Linked DNA regions of Mus musculus: region 2 is linked to region 1. Evidence: chromatin contacts called from public HiChIP or PLAC-seq data. All regions are on one chromosome and are shown on one strand. Each heading gives the region's core, a stretch centred on a gene start, on an enhancer-like site or on the middle of the called end of the contact. The rest is flanking DNA. Distances are from core to core; before and after follow the strand shown.

Region 1 (2,613 bases), core at 55-2,554:
GACAACCTTCTGCCTCTGAGTCCTTCCCACATTTGGCAGTGGTGGGCCTTGTCCCTGGTCACCTAGGGACTGTCCTATGGGAAGCTGGTCAGGTGAGATCCAACTCCCCTCTCTCTGCTGTCTTCTATAGGAAAATCGCTTTTTCCAATGGGTTTTTGAGTCTTTCTTTTTAGTGTATCTGTTCAGCCCAGACACTGCTGTCTGTTAGGATACACTTTGGAGCCCAGAAAGAGAATCCCGGAACTGGGCAGATTGCTCTGTTGTCTCTTCCAGCCCCCCGGGGGGGGGGGCACCCCATTCCCTTCCTGTTCTCTTCTCCGTCCCCCACCCCCACCTCCCTCGCCAACACACACACACACACACACACACACACACACACACACACAGAGGGTCACCTCTGCTTCCTCCATTTTCTGTGCAGCTGCAGCTGAGGTATAGTAAGGCTACTGTATAGGACTTTGAAAGCAGGGCCGAGCAGGGCTTTCCAGACTCCATACAAGCCAGCTATTCTCTGCCTTGTTTTCTTTGGCTTCGGGTTAAGCAGCACCGAATGAGTCAAACAGTATTAACTTTCAATAGGGAAGTGGTGTGGTCAACCAAAGCTGTTTGTGGCTAGATTGTGGAGATAGGTAGGGCAGGTAATGAGGAAAGGCCCAGCATACGCAAGGGGGGGGGGGCAGCCTCACTCAGCAACGCTCTGGCAATTAAGTCAACAGAACTCACACCATCTTTTTTTTTCCAGTTGGCTGAGGAATTAACACCAAGGTCTCTGGCCGGCCAGCTTTGGGAAGTTGGCCATTAGGCTCGGACAATTGAGCACTTTGTGTGTTTACAGATTTTTTTCCCCTTTCTTCTTTTTTTTTTCTAAGGCTGCCAAAGTCATGGGAAATATAGTTTTGATGATTTCCCCTGCTTAAGCCACTCCACTCTGCATTTATTCCCGTCCCTTTGCAGCAGCTTGGGCTGGATGGGTCGATCCTCCCTCTGGCCCTACTCCATCTTGCTCCTCACTAGCCCCTCCCCCACACCCCCAGTGGCCATCTCTTCTCCATCCCCCTTTGGACACACTCCTCAGAGCAGGTCACCTGCTAGAGGCTGGAAGAGGATGCCTTGCAAGTTCAACTGCTCCTGGAAACATTGAATCAAGCGTTGAGTTCATCAGTGCCTTAGCCCTCACTACACCCTCCTCCCAACTTTGTAGATGACAAAACTGAAGTTCCAGCAGAAGCTGAGAATTGCACAGAGCCAGGTGGCAGGGCCTGAGGGCTTTCCATTGGGCACTGCCCCCTGCTCAGGACTCAGGAGCCCTGCTGAGAAGAACTCCGCCCTCCAGACTCAGATTTCAATGTTTTCCACTTCTTCCTCTCTGCACTCTGCTACTTATTTATTTTGAGAATGGCTGAATCACTCTCAGAGCAGAAAAGATTCTCTGATCCTGCCCCCAGCCAGTGTGTTGGCAGATGCACGGACTACCCAGTGGCCTCCAGAGCCTCAGCATCAAGTAGCTGAAGGGTTTGAGGCAGGCACGGGGCACAGGGTGGATCGGTTCACCTCCCAGAAACTGAATCTCAGGCACACACAGAGACACAGATACACACACACACACACACACACACACACACACACACACACACTGTAACACACACATTTATACACATACTCACACATATACAAACAGGCACACACACACAGACAAACACACAAACAGACATAAATATGCATACACAGACAGACATACACACTCACAGACATACACAAACACACACACAGACATAAATACACATACACAGACATATACACTCACAGATACACACAGACATACACAAACAGACATATACACTCACAGATACACACAGACATACACAAACACACCACACACACACACACACACAAACAGACATAAATACACATACACAGACAAACAGACATACACACTCAGACACACACTCACAGACGTACACACACAGACATAAATACACATACACAGACAGACATACACACTCACAAACACACACTCTCACATAGACACACACTCACAGACACACACTCACAGACACACACTCACACACAGACACACTCATAGACATAGACACACACACTCTCTAACACACATTCATACACATACAAACAGGCACACACAGACACACACATAGACACACACAGACACACATAAACATACACAGACACACACATAGACACACACAGACACACATAAACATACACAGACACACATAGACATGAATACACATACAGAGACACAGACACAGACGTACACTCTCACACTGTCTCTCACCCATACACCCTCACAGATATACATAGACACACAGATACTTACATACATACATACATACATACACCACACACACACACACACACACGCACGCACGCACGCACGCACGCACACACACACACACACACACACACACACACACACACACATACAGGAAATATAGACTCAGAAGCAGCAGGCTATCCTATGGTTTTGCCGCCATGAGAGCCGTATGCAGAAGAAAAACTATTTGGTCCTGGAAAAGAAAATGAATTTAAGCAAAACTCTGAACTGTGGATAAAGGCTGCTTCCTTTGTTTCCAAGTGCCTTAAAAAGTTTCTGGA
Region 2 (2,613 bases), core at 31-2,530, 950 kb after region 1:
TGAACGGCAATTTACAAGCAATGTATATGAGGCAGTAGAATATTTTGAAATGGAAATCTTATACCTGTCTCCTTTATTTTACTGTATTCCTAATACAATGACCTTCATACACACAGAGAGGTCTTCCTGTGGGGTCAGTATAACTAAAATGTCTTATTTTAATCTAAATGGCCACTTGTTTCTAATAGCAACCTACTGAATGGAGAGGAAACGAAACTTGACCTGGAGATCCCTATAGCCAGGGTGTTAGGAACCAGTGACGAAATCTGTTTCCCACGACTGAACCAAATGTCATTTTGCGAGCATATGGCATCATGTCATCTTAAAAAGGGACTAAAAGGGTGCATTGTGGTGCACAGAAGAGCAGCATCCCCTGAAGGCCCTGTACACATCTGTACACTCAATACAAACATCCAGGTAAGACAAAGCAATTAGAAGTATCTAAAGGGATACCACAGGCTAGTAAGGAATGTTTCCTGCCCAAAGATTACCCCAATAGCTTTGCTTTGGTGTCCTAAGAGGTGAATTCAACACAAATTGCGATTCCTCATCATAATCTCCCAGTTTGTCCTACAATTCAAGTTCCTACAACTTAAGTGGCAGCTTTATGTTATTTTTTTTAAACACCAGAAAGAAAACGTACAGAGGTCCAATTTGCAAGTTGGGGAAAACAGTGAAAAATTCATACAAGTAATGAGGAAGACCTAGACCCGTGGGCAAGCTGAATGCATGATTTCCAGGTGCAAAGCTGTGTTTCTCTCTCTCTCTCTCTCTCTCTCTCTCTCTCTCTCTCTCTCTCTCTCTCTCTCTCTCTCTCTCTCTCCCTCCCTCCCTCCCTCCCTCCCTCCCTCCCTCCCTCCCTCCCTCCCTCCCTCCCTCCCTCCCTCCCTCTCTCTCTCTCTCTCTCTCTCTCTCTCTCTCTCTCGCCTTCTCCTGCAGTCTTGCCTGGCAGCTGGCTTCAACACGCCTTCAGGAAAAAGCCTGAGATGTCAGTCATTTGACCTGGCCGGTTTTTTTCCTGGCTGGTATGTAACCCCCAACTGCATAATGCATAATCTGAGATAACAGACAACCTGACACCTTTCGTTGCATGGTAAACTTTTATTTAAAAAAAAAACAAAAAACAAAAAAAAAAAAACGGAGTTCAGGTAAGGTGAGCCATTTCCTAAATACACAGCAATTTGACAAGAGGCAACTTTAAAATCCACACTAAACAACAAACACACCCCCCACCAGCCACGCCCCCCGTAGGGAGGGGGCTTAAACTGCGCATGCGTGCTAGGTGCGACATTGTCGACGCCAATTTCAGTCCGCCAGTGAACCGGTCTTGAACCACTCTCCAGCAGCCTCGAGAGGCAGAGTTTGCGCCAAGTTCCTTGGTCTCCGACGGCCTCCCTTCTCACGCAGCCATGTCTTCCAGCAGACCCGTGGCGCTGGTGACCGGTGCTAACAAAGGAATCGGATTCGCGATCACTCGTGACCTGTGTCGGAAATTCTCCGGGGACGTGGTGCTCGCGGCGCGGGACGAGGAGCGGGGCCAAACGGCAGTGCAAAAGCTGCAGGCGGAGGGCCTGAGCCCACGCTTCCACCAGCTGGACATCGACAACCCGCAGAGCATTCGCGCACTGCGCGACTTTCTGCTCAAGGAATACGGAGGCCTGGACGTGCTGGTCAACAACGCAGGCATCGCCTTCAAGGGTAAGCCATTGGGTGTGGAGATGGAAGGTGGCTTCCCCAGAGCCTGGTGGCAAGGTGGGCTGTGCCTCTCTGGGATCATTACTAGGACCAGGAGCACTATGCTGTAGGACTCTGAAACAGATCCCCTGGGAGAAACAGGACAGGGTAGTAGGGGCTGCAGGAAAGCAGAGCCTCAATGTTCGCCATCATTTCTAGGTTTCCCTCACCCAGTTGTTGAGTAATTGAATTGGACTTGGCGATACTTAAGTGGAACTATATCTGATACTGAAATAAGCAAGAGATTGAGGAGAGAGAAAGAGACAGAGGGAAACGGTGTTTCCTTAAGATCCTGATATATACAAACTTCACCTAGCCACCCCCAGTGGTGGTGGTGTCTTTCAAGCACAATAGAAAATTGTCAGATGGACAGTGATGCAGAGCTGTATGTAAACAAGACTGTACTTGCAAGTGGATCTCTAAAGCTCTAGCTTACTTAGGTCTTTACATTTCCACTCCGCTAACTCGGTTCTCTTCTCCCCCCCCCCCCCCCGAAAGTCAATGACGACACCCCCTTCCACATTCAAGCAGAGGTGACAATGAAAACGAACTTTTTTGGTACCCGAGATGTCTGCAAGGAGCTGCTCCCTCTAATAAAACCCCAAGGTGAGTCTGCCAGGTGACTTCCGGGCTCAGCTCCTCTCCCTACTGCACAGCCTCTCTGCCACTGTGAGGCACTGCTCAGACCTTTGATCTCAATTCTTTTGTGGCCATTGACTTTCTCTTTGCATACGCAGCTCTTCTTAATCTTCAGATAAGATTCCAGCATCCACTTCTTCCACCTCCTCACCCATTAGGGGCTTTAGGACTCCAATTATGTCTGAAATATTTTGCATACATACTGACATCCCACTGGCCACAATGGCCTGTCCCCACAAG

What was found. HiChIP or PLAC-seq counts read pairs in DNA pulled down with a chosen protein or histone mark.
Region 2: an HNF4G HiChIP or PLAC-seq map of pancreatic cancer cells shows a contact between it and region 1. The contact joins the promoter of Cbr1 here to the enhancer-like site in region 1. A contact is called at or near these places in 4 of 39 promoter capture datasets (the C10 cell line, cranial neural crest, hematopoietic stem and progenitor cells and 1 more), 7 of 115 datasets of contacts at active chromatin or transcription factors (astrocytes, embryonic midbrain, large pre-B cells and 4 more) and 2 of 9 other capture datasets (adipose tissue and macrophages).

Annotation. Positions count from the first base shown.
Region 1 is chr16:92,653,462-92,656,074 of GRCm38.p6, forward strand. All of the region lies in intron 5 of Runx1 (runt related transcription factor 1), which reads right to left. Among named protein-coding and RNA genes, the nearest start is that of Gm30224, 59 kb to the left of the region's middle. Within about 2 kb of position 1,305, at least 99 of the 459 cell types and tissues checked have an H3K27ac peak or open chromatin away from gene starts, as enhancers often do. A contact at or near this core is called in astrocytes, memory CD8 T cells, oligodendrocyte precursor cells and 1 more, where this site is marked.
Region 2 is chr16:93,606,557-93,609,169 of GRCm38.p6, forward strand. It overlaps Cbr1 (carbonyl reductase 1), which reads left to right and starts at 1,281. Exons shown (of 3, transcript NM_007620.2): 1 at 1,281-1,698; 2 at 2,233-2,340. The coding sequence starts at 1,410.